Regions from separate parts of the Ovis aries genome. Here regions 1 and 3 are each linked to region 2. A link is a contact called in public Hi-C data. All regions are on one chromosome and are shown on one strand. The core of a region is the stretch at or near the end of the contact, and the rest is flanking DNA. Distances in the headings are between cores, read along the strand shown.

Region 1 (3,621 bases), core at 572-3,071, 190 kb before region 2:
TGTGGCTGGGAACTTTATAGGAGCCTCTCCATTTTAACAAAATGCTATCCAGATGAGATGATGTCATTTACAACTTCACAGTCATGCTCAGTTTGGGGGCAGCCAAATTCCGTCTATTTAATAAAAAAAGGATGTTTTGAATGGGGGTGCTAGGGGGTTTGGCCTGTTGATTTCTTTTCATGGTGCTTTCTTGGGCTTTCAGACAAGTTTGGACTCCACAGGCAGATGGAGCTCTTATCCATGTTTTCTCTCCCCAGCGACAGGCCTGCAAGCCCGTCATTTCCCAGTACTGGCATCTCTCCTCTTGGAGCTGGGATGGTTACATAAACACTGAGAGCAACATAGCTCGTCCAGGCTACACTTCGAGGACCTGAATTCCCCTTTGGAGGGAATGGCACTCAAGTAGAAGCAGGCTGAGGGGCAGGACACCGCTTCCCCAAGCAGAGCCAGAGGTGGGATTGATGGCAGGGGCACCAGGAGGGACCCCAGCCACATCACTCAGTGAATTCATGTCTTCACATCCAGGACTCCACCATGATTTCTGCCTTTTCAAATTTAAAATTGGATTGAAAAATGTGTGCGAGTGTTTTCAAAAAGTCCAGAGCCAGACTTCTTTTTTTGTTGCAAGTTATTTTAGGACTTATATTTTATCGGTTGCTGTTTTGGAAAAAAGGGCTTTCGCCTCTGCGTTCCCGGAAGTGCCCAGCGAAGTGAGCGTGCGCTCTGGATTTAGACAGCCCAGGTCTGAATGCCAGTTTCAATGTGTGTCTCTGGCCAAGCTGCTCATCCTCCAGTACTTCAGTTCTGTCTATAAACGGGGGCTAATAAGTAGTGCCTATTCCATAGAATTGTTGAGATAATCAACCATTTCACATGCTTAGAACAGTGCCTTGCTAATTCAATATACAAGTAGCAAAAATAACCACAGCTAGAAATATTGAATACTAGGAAAAGTGTTCAGCTTACTCTGTGCCAGGTACTTTTCTACATAAAACAGCTCTCTTTATCCAACCAGCTGTCCTATAAGTAGATGCTGTTATTATTCCTGTTTTATAGATGAGGAAACTGAAACATAGAAAAGTCTATTTGGTATAAATATTCTTGTGTCTCTGCCGAACCTCATATAAACCTGGTTGTAGAGTATTAAAATTTTCGGTTTATATGCCTGGCTCTCCACCATAAATATGTAGGCTCCTCAAATATGATAACTCTAGCTGTCTTTATTTTTTCCCCCTGGGTGAGGTTCTCATTAGTTGTCCACTTAATACATAGTAAGTGTGTATATGTCAATCCCAATCTCCCAGTTTATCACAGATCTAGTACCAGACACACAGTAATAATGTTAAATAAGTTGGAAGGAGCTTAGTGGGAAGTGTCAGTTTAGGGCATCAGAATGAAAATACATATTGTTTCAGAATTGGCTCCCAACCATTGTTATCTGGGTCTTTCCAAAGCTCCATGGGAACAGCTTCCTTGATGACCTTCAGGCCAAATTATCCAGTTTTTCATTTCCTGCTGGTTATTAGCAGTTTCACTCCAGAACTGGGCTTCACCCTGGTTTATTCTATAACGTCTCTCTCCGATTCCCGCCGTAGCTCTCCTCCCCTCCCGGCCGGTGTACCTGTGACTGCAGTCTCTGCTGGTTTCCTTGTGGCTGTCTCTCCTCCCAGAGCTTAGGTGTGGGCGGTAGGAGGGTGACATCAGGGTGACATTTGCCTTACTTGGCAGTCCAGGGTGAGGTTTCCGTCCTCTCTACACAGGCTCTTACTATCTCTCCAGCTGCTTGGTAGTCCGTTCTCTCTCAGGGGGGCGGGTGCTCAAGGCTGGGTCTTCCATGGTGTGTGAGGGCCGGTCCTTTGCAGGCCCTTTGGGAATCTCTCCCTCCCCAACACACTCCCCAGCTCGGAGAGCTGCCTCCAGTTGCAACCTCTTTCCCTGACCCTACTTCAGTTCCTGCCTCTTCCATGGCTACTAGGGTCACTGACCTGGGGGACACCCTTTTTAAAATGTGTGCTTTTTTTTTTTATTGTGGTAGAAGTCACATAATATAAAACATGCTATTTTGACCATGTTTAACTGTACAGTTCAGTGGCACTCAGGACATTCACACTGTGTGATTCTCACCATCATACATCTCTGGAGTTTTTCACCGTCCTAAACTGAAACTCTGTCCCCATTAAACTCTAAGTCCCCGTTCCTCCTTCTCACCCTCCACCCTTCAGCCCCTGGCATCTACCAATGTGTTTTCTGACTGTGAATCTTTTTTTTTTTTTGGCGAAGAGGATGGGATCTGACTCTATGAATTTGACTATTCTTTGTCATTGTTGTTCCATTGCTAACATGTGTCCTACTCTTTGCGACCCCATGGACTGCAGAATGCCAGGCCTCCCCGTCCTTCATTATTCTAGGTACCTCCTATAAATGGAATCAAACACTGTTTGTTTGTACCTACTATATACTGGAATGCATTTTTAAGGTTAACTTAATATATAGGGGGATTCTCTTTTAATGAGGTGCAGAGAAGATGGCTCAAGCCCAGTTACCTTCTCAGTGTCCACTCCATCCTGGGGAAATGTGCACGCCCTTGTGTGCCTCTGGGCACGTTGCAGGGTGCCTCGCTACCCCTCCCTCTCCCAAGCCAGTGTCCTCTCCAAGTCTGTCTTCCCCCACCCCAGTTAACAGTTGCAAGTAGGGAATGAAATGCCGGTCTTCTAGATCATTGGAATTCCTGGACTTTATGAATGATTCTCCTGGAGTTCCAGTGGGGGAGTGGGGGAGGATATAGGCTCTTCCTATGAACACTGTTCTCCCCTCTCTTCCCTCTTCCTGTTACACTGACTCAGAGGGTGGAGGGGATTCAGTTGACTCTGACCTCTCCATAAGCCCTTTGGGGTGGTGGCTGGCTCCAGCTGTTGAATTTACAGGGTCAGAATACTCAGTGCCATTTGTCCTTTGCACTGGCTTTTAGCTCAAGTCCTGGGACTTCATTGCAGCTTCATTGTTCACAATAGCCAAGACAGGGAAGCAAACTAAGTGTCCATTAGCAGATGAATGGATAAAGAATATGTGATATATAAATATATGCATATATATGTTATATTATATATAATATATAAGCTGAAGCTCCAATACTTTGGCCACCTGATGCAAAGAGCTGACTCATTGGAAAATACCCTGATGGCAGGAAAGATTGAAGGCAAGAAGAGAAGGGGATGACAGAGGATGAGTTGGTTGGATGGCTTCATTGATTCAATGGACACAAGTTTGAGAAAGCTCCGGGAGATGGTGAAGGACAGGGAAGCCTGGTGTGTTGTAGTCCATGGGGTCACAAAGTTGGACACAACACAGTGACTGAAAAACAAAATAATATGGATAAATATATATATTATATAAAAATATATTTTAATATCCCATATTAAAAATATGTAATAGAATATTATTCAGCCATGAAAAGAAACAGAAAATCTTGCCATTGGTGACAACACAGATGGACCTTGAGCACATTAACATTATGCTAAGTAAAATAAATAGACAGAGAAAGACAAATGCTAGATAATCTCACTTATATGTGGAATCTAAAACAGCCAAACTCACAGAAACAGACAGGAGCTGGGAGCTGGA
Region 2 (3,560 bases), core at 192-2,691:
CTCTGAGGTATTATTGCATCTGTCTCAGGCACTGTTTAGCCAATTGTCAGTTGGAATGAAAATAAGGGCAAACATTTGTATGCTTACTATAAGCCAGATACTGTCCTGAGCCTTTTATATTCATCTTATTTAACTCTTAAAATAATCCCTTGAGGTTGGGAAGATGATGTTCAGGGTCTTTTTTTTACAAATGAGGATGGAGACATCTGGTCACTTGTTACAGTAAAACCAGGATTTGAACCTGGGCCCTCTGACTCCAGGGCTTTGCTCCTAAACTTGACCTGCTGTCCTAGCCTCTGCTGCAAAGTGGGGTTTCCCAGCCTCAGCACTGCACTGGGGCCGAATGGTTGCCTGTTGTGGGGAGCTGTCCTGTTCATCGTGAGATGTTTAACAGCATCCCTGGTCTTGACCCTCTAGATGCCAATAGCACTGCTCCCCCCAACACATCTGGTTGCGACATATTTCCAGGCATGATCAAATAATCCCTTGTGTGCGTGTGTGTGTGTGTGTTCAGTCATGTCCAACTCTCTGTGACCCTATGGACTGTAGTCCACCAGGCTCCTCAGTCCATGAGATTCTCCAGGCAAGAATATTGGAGTGGGTTGCTGTGCCCTCCTCCAGGGAATCTTCCCAACCCCGGGATCAAACCCGAGTCTCTTGCATCTCCTGCACTGGCAGGAGGATTCTTTACCACCGTGCCATCTGGGAAGCCCCAGATATCCCTAAGGGTGTGCAAGATCATCCGTGATTGAGAACTGCTATTGTAAAAGACACCCGCCGCCCCTGCTCCCACCGCTCAGTTCCATATCCCAGATCTCAGCTTCTTTTGGAGATAACTTGAGACTCTGTTCCTGTGTGAACTCCTTGCCTTAGTGCTGGGTCACTTACAGTTTGGTAGGCTTCAAAGGTGGCTCGTAACTGCTTGTGGCTTCTCTTGGCCAGGAGTTCATTGAAGGCAAGCTCGTCCGTGCCCCAGCGGCCTTCCCCTGCCTAGAGAACCAAGTGCAAACATTTTGAAAATGACTTTTGCAAAAAGACCAAATATACACAGCTGTGACCAGGCCTCACTTACAGGAAACAATAAAACATGAGCCTAAGAGAAGCCAAATGGATTGACCTAGCGCTTTCAATTTCTAACCCACAAGTATACCTCACCTATCTATTTATATTATTTATATGTCCCTTTATTTCAGAATGGATCTGAGGTGGTTAACACGAGAGTAAAATAATAGAATAAGCAATTCTTTTAGGTTCATGAAGACAGTATAGATGAAAAACACTTTCAAGATCATACTTATTTCCCAAGTAATTCCGATTCACATAAAAGAAAGACATAATTGTTGAAAATCATGTTAAATAACAGAGAACCATTTGCAGAGACTGGCACACCCGCATACTTACATCATACAGCTCTTTGGCATCCTGCCCAGCTAGATCTTTGTCCACATTATCTCCTTCATCACGATTAGCCTAGAAAAATCAACACGTTGTTATTAACTTGAGTTCCTGCTTGAGCAAAGAAAACAAAAAAGGGAAAGTCCTCGAAAAAGCGGTGATTTCAGAGCAGTGGCCTGAAAATTAGACTCAGCCTGGCAAAGGGGCAGCACTGCTCTTTGCTGCCATCTTTTGGGCACAACTGATAAACAGAGTAGCTTCTGTGACAACACATTTTTCCTTTTTTTTTTTTTTTGTAGAATCCAAGGTCACTCACAAACCCCTCTGACCTCTAAGAAACCTCATGATGTCCCCTAGAATGAGTCTGTTGGGAAGGTATCTCTTTCCTTCCAAAATATCAAGTTGCACCTCTCAGGGTCCCTGTCCTGAAGAACCCTGGATGTTGGTCATGGAAGGTCTTGGAGGTCTCACTTAAGCCCTTTAGTGGCAGGTGGAATTCTAAGGTGACCCTGATGGCCCACACTAATCTCCTCCCTTTGAGTGTGGACAAGACCTGTAAACATGGTGAGGTGTCACCCCTGTGATCGTGTTATGTTTATGTGGCAACAGGGATGTTTGCAGATGTAATTAAGGTCCCTAATCAGTTACCCTGGGTAGGTCTGACCCAATCAGGTGAGCTCTGAGAGGTCAGAGATGGAAGAAGTCAGAGAGATGAGCTCACCCTGGTCTGGAAGAAACCATATAGCCATGCTCTGAACTCTCTCTGGGGCCACATGACAGGGGACTGTGGGTAGCCTCTAGGAACTGAGGGTCTTTTTAGTTAGCAAGAAAACAGGAGCATCAGTCATACAGCCCCAGAGAGCTGAAATCTGCCAACAGCCAGGAAGCTTAGGAGAGGACCCCAGGCCTCACAGGAGATGGAAGCCCTGGATTCCAGCCTATAGAGACCCTGAGCCAGGGACTCAACTAACCTGTAACAGGAGCCCCGGCCCGTGGAAACTGCTGGGTCATAGATGTGTGTTGTTCTAAATCTGCAGCAATTTGCTACGTAGCAGGAGACCATTCATATAGTCTTCCTGCTATAGCTCAAGCTTATTCTATGTGTTCTCTGCTATCAGTCTATCCACATGGAAAGTAATCAGAGGAAACACACAAAGCTCAGAAAGACGGGTGTGTCAATGAGAGGGCAGATGCCATCTGGCTGGAGGCCCAGGGGCTGCGTCCTCGCAGGGCCAGTTCTGAAAACCCTGCTTTCCTGGCCAAGAGGTTCCTACAGGCCTAGACTTAGGGTGAATCCTGGAAGTTAGTTGTATCATGAGAAGGACCCTATTTGGGGTCAGATGAGTTGGCTCTTGCTCCTGGCCTGTATGTTACTGTGTATACCCCTAGAGGTTCCTCACTGGCAAAGTGAGATGGCAATGCTTAATGAGATGACTCACTAACAGAAAGGGATTGTAGACTGCAAATGACAAGGCAGATTGTTACAGGGGGAAGAATCTCCACTGAATAATTTCAGAAGAGCTAGATGGACAGAAGACAGGTTGGTGGTTCCTCAGTAGCAATTTAATAAGAGAAGGAAATGTTTATTATCTACACTGACTTTTACAGCATGGTAGCACGTTGCCAAGGGCTGTTTCTCAGGATCATGAAGCAGGTGAGGCCTCTTCACTCTTACCTGTAGCAGGGAGACCAGAATTCTTTTTAGGCTTCCACTTATATCCCCTTTGACATCTGATTCAAGGCTCTTGTCAAACACTTTAGCGGAAGAAGAAAGGAGGAGAGGAAGCAGATTTAGTTTCCCAGAGGTAGTTTGCAAGAAGCATTCTTTAGTATCTAAAGTCAGAACAAAAGGTCACTTACACCTTTGGTAGGCCTCTTTAATGGCAATGATTTCCTAGGAAAGATAATAAAAAAAAAAAAATCAATACTTCAAGGCGGGGTTTATTGATAAGATAGGCAGATACCAGCCAAGGTAAGAGGCAGAACCTGTTTCCGGACACAGGATGCCTTCATGACTTCCTCCAAAGAGGGCAGTCCCTGCAGCTCAAGGTCCAAACCTAGAGCAAGTCAGCCAAATCCCTGGCTGTGTGGAGATAAGGGGTTTCCCTGGTGCTTCAGGGGGTAAAGAATCTGCCTGCAATGTGGGAGAGTTCAATCTCTAGGTG
Region 3 (3,687 bases), core at 1,133-3,632, 140 kb before region 2:
CAGGCAGCTGCTTTGCTAGGAGCTACCAAATGAGTCCTCAAATCTGACTCATCCAAGAGCCCCAAGTGGTCACTAAATGGATCACCATTTGTGATGATGGTGGTAGGCTAGCAGTTCTAGCTAAGATGGCCTGAAAAGGGAGGAAACAAAGGAGGTTCAAGACGGGGAGAGAGAGGTGGGAAGCTAAGGGTAAACTTTTGTGGTTAAGGTAAACCTGTCTCCAGGTCTCCCCTACTATGGAGAGAGAGGCACCGCTATTCTAAATAGGAGTGACACCAGCTTATCTCCCAGAGCAGATTCAGTGTGAATGTGTATGCCAAGCAGAGCCTCTGATTTGGAAACTCTCCTGCTGAACCCACTGGTCTGTCTCCCACTAAGGAACATCCTACGCTTGTACATGCGTGAGCTGCTGGGACACAGCTAAGCAGACCATGGCTGCACCTCCCTAGGAAGAATCCAAACTGCCACCTCAAAATGAAGTCCAAAACATTAGATCCTCACTTCTTAGGAATAAGGAGGAAGGAAGGAAGGAAGAAAGGAAAGAAAGAAGCTTCCATTCTACTATACTAAAAAAGAAGCTTTTAGTCCAGGGAGAAAAATTTAGGCCAAATAGGCAACTAGAGTCCCTAAAAGAGTCTAGAGACAGCAGTTAGTCTTTTTATTTTTCTGTAAATTTTCTGAGTTTCCATAAGTAAGATTTCTTTAGAGTGCTTCCCAAACTCCCTAGGGACAACCTCAAGTATCTTTAAAGTAAAGGTCAATGTGCTCTTGTCTTCCCTGGCAGACCCCCAAGATTAATTACTTTTATTTTTTTCCACTGGAAAACAAAAAGTGATGCTTCACAAATCACAAACAGGTGCAGGGCCCTGGAGGTCAGGACGCTGAAATAACCATATTTCCTTGATAGTTTTTGTAAAATTGAGTGCCAGGGGCTCAGCCACACAACCACTGGTAAATCTGAGTGGGAAGCTGGCCCTTGTACAGGATTCTCCACTGAAGTCAGTGTAAGGGCTGGGGGTGGGGAGCAGTGGTTTTCACCAAAGGCCACGGGTAAAGTCACCCAAGGGTGAGCAGGCTGCACTGATCCCCTCTGGGCCAAATGGCAGCGATGTGGATGCCAACTGTGGTGATGAGGGCTGACAGACTCCAGGCCGTCTAACTCCTTAGTTGCGGCTTCTGTGTTATTAAACGGGGTGGGGGTGGGGCTTCAGGCTCCTCGGAAACTCAGATTTTCCACCACACTGACAGCTCAGGTGGAACTTGACTCCAGAGGCTCACCCAAGCCAGGCGGACTTTCTGCAGGGGATGGGCATCACTTGAAATGGGGGCGCACTCACTATACAAAGAAAACGACCGAAAGGGCCACTGAGGAAACAGGTGCAAAGACTCTGTCCTCCCACAGGCCGAGGGCTTGGGTTTTCAGCCCGCCTCCCTCCCCTCCTCCGCAGCTCTGCCTCCTCGGGTCTTTACCGACGCTCCGCCAGCACGGATGCCCCAGGGGCCATCTGGTCGCCCCTTCCTGGTTACTCATCCTCCCTGCCCACTCTGTGGTCGTCTGTGCGTGGGAAGAGCCTGGAGGCGCGGCGGGCGGGACCCGTGTCCAATCCTGTCTCAGACTTGTGCTCAGAGCCCCGCCACCCCAGGGTCCACCCCAGGGTCCCCCCCAGGTGAAGGTCATGCGGCCCACTCGCCGGCGTTCACTCCCACCACCACCCCCCACGCAAATCGCACGACGCTGGTGTCCTTTAAGGCAGTGGACCCCTGAAGTTGAGTCTAAGTTTTAGCATTTGGGGATAAGATCAGTTTCTCAGAGGGACCAGGATTCTGTAAGAAGTGCCCACTTGGAGACGCTGACCTTGAATAATAAGAGAAACCAAACGCCCGTGCTCTGGCGACATCTCTGCAGAAACCCAGGATGATTCACTTCCATCCTTCTGGTCCGGGGCTCCCTCCTCACCCTGTTCCGGCCTGTCTGCGTCCCATTCACCCGCCCCCCACTCCGAGAGGCCAGCCCGGGTCTGTCCACCGCAGCTGAAGTTGGTGGCGACCCGCTCACCTGCCGAGGTCGCTCACGAAGCTGCCGCTCTTCTCGTCCAGGAAGCGTTTCCAGCCATCCGCCGTCTTCACCCAGCTCTGCCCGGGCGACCGCCAGTCCTGCCCGAGGAATGGCATGGCACCGCCGAGGGATGCGACGGATGGACGCGACGGACTGATGGACGGGGACCTGCCCGGCGGCCTCGGGGGCGCGCCTGCCCTGGGCGGCTGCTTGGGGTGCTTGGGGGCCGGTGAGGGAGCGGCTGCGGGATCGGGGTGCGGGACGAGGTGCGGGCGCTCGCGGAACGCACGGTGGAGGGTCGCGGGGCGCGCGAGGCTCGCTGCAGTGCCGCGCTGCGGTCCGGGCCGCCGTATTTATCATGGGCCGCCGGCCGCGGCTCTTTGTTGCCGGAAGAGCCTCCTGCTCTTAGCCCGGCCCCCCCAGCCCGGAGGCCACGTGGCTTTGTTTATAGGCTCGACTTGTTTTCCGAGGCGCCCGCGGCTCCAGCTCTTCTGGCCGTTGCACAACTGCTCGCCGATGGAAACTTGAGGCCGCGCTGCGGGGCGAGGCTCCCACTGTCCCCTCCGCCCCGGGCCCCTCTGCCTCCCTTCCCGCACGCAAACGGCGCAGCTGCTGCGGCTCGAGCGCGAGGCCGGGCGCTCGGGGAAACTGCGCCGAGTCCCCCTGCAGCTCCCGGCCTGGCGAGGTGCGGGGAGGACTAGGCCCGGGCGGCGTCTGGATCGCGGCGGAGCGGGGGTGGGGTGAAAGGAGGCTCCCCGCCTCCCTGCCCCGAGCTGTCACTGTCGAGCCCCGCGGTTCCGAGCGGCCTTGCGGGAGCCGACCCGGCACTGCGCAGCCCGGAGCCGGGTAGCGGGGCGCAGCCTCCTGGCCTCTCTCACTGCCTAGACCTCGATCTCCTCGGCGGAGGAAGGGATCCGCCGCGAGACGCGGATGGGGAGGAGGGACTCCTCCCTCTGCCCTCGAACTGTTGAAGAGTCTGCTGTCAGACCTGTCCCCCGGGTGGCAAAGGAAGGAGGAGGAGGCCGGGATGCGGCTGGTCCCCGGGCGGTGGGAGTGGAGAGCAGGGACCGTCCCCTAGCCCACTCCGCGCGCCCTAAGCGAGCGGCGCTGGCTGCTGCGGCGCCCGGGCCCGCACAGCGCAGTCGGGGAGCAGGTTAGGCATGTTCTAGCTCCGCTCACTGCCCGAGCCTCCGTCTAGGGCGCCGGGGCCTGGGCGTTTGTTCTGAAGAACCGCAAAGCCCCTTCCCCTTCCTTGGTGTTTGGTATCCTCTGGGCTATTAGGCCCTCCTTCGGGAAAAATCAGGCCAGGAGTTTTGTTTTTGTTTTGGTTAGAGTTTCCAGAAAGCCCCTCCGCCCGACTGATGGGTACTGAAGGAAGTTCGGTCAAAGCCCACAGGGAGGAGGCAATGCCCCCGGAGTCCTAGACCCTCACAGACCTCAGTTTATTCACCTAATCCTCCTAACAGCGAGCAGGGGGTCCAGTCTGGCAGCGATCCAGCCCCTGAGAAAGGTTAAGCCTGCGACTTAGCCAGGGTCACAAGGCTTGTTTCTTCACAACCCACTGTACAATCTGAAATCACCCTGTTTGCTCTTTGGTAATAAGCTACCACTCTTGCAGAATGTACCCTCGG

The links. Hi-C and Micro-C count contacts between places; a contact is called where the count stands out from the background.
Region 1: a Hi-C map of liver shows a contact between it and region 2, with 5 times the contacts expected there. The contact joins two enhancer-like sites. A contact is called at or near these places in 6 of 16 Hi-C or Micro-C datasets (hypothalamus, liver, muscle and 2 more).
Region 3: a Hi-C map of hypothalamus shows a contact between it and region 2, with 4 times the contacts expected there. The contact joins the promoter of FBXO32 here to the enhancer-like site in region 2. A contact is called at or near these places in 3 of 16 Hi-C or Micro-C datasets (hypothalamus, mesenteric adipose tissue and skin fibroblasts).

What each region holds. Positions count from the first base shown.
Region 1 is chr9:29,403,266-29,406,886 of ARS-UI_Ramb_v3.0, reverse strand. No RefSeq gene overlaps it. Among named protein-coding and RNA genes, the nearest start is that of FBXO32, 50 kb to the right of the region's middle. Within about 2 kb of position 1,821, at least 21 of the 54 cell types and tissues checked have an H3K27ac peak or open chromatin away from gene starts, as enhancers often do. A contact at or near this core is called in liver, where this site is marked.
Region 2 is chr9:29,210,427-29,213,986 of ARS-UI_Ramb_v3.0, reverse strand. ANXA13 (annexin A13) reads right to left here. Exons shown (of 11, transcript XM_060393680.1): 6 at 3,256-3,289; 7 at 3,071-3,150; 8 at 1,402-1,470; 9 at 889-990. It overlaps LOC132657212 (a long non-coding RNA gene), which reads left to right. Exons shown (of 2, transcript XR_009595047.1): 2 at 1-3,560. Among named protein-coding and RNA genes, the nearest start is that of ANXA13, 43 kb to the right of the region's middle. Within about 2 kb of position 1,441, at least 16 of the 54 cell types and tissues checked have an H3K27ac peak or open chromatin away from gene starts, as enhancers often do. A contact at or near this core is called in hypothalamus and liver, where this site is marked.
Region 3 is chr9:29,354,209-29,357,895 of ARS-UI_Ramb_v3.0, reverse strand. FBXO32 (F-box protein 32) reads right to left here and starts at 2,382. Exons shown (of 8, transcript XM_060393684.1): 1 at 2,057-2,382. The coding sequence starts at 2,172.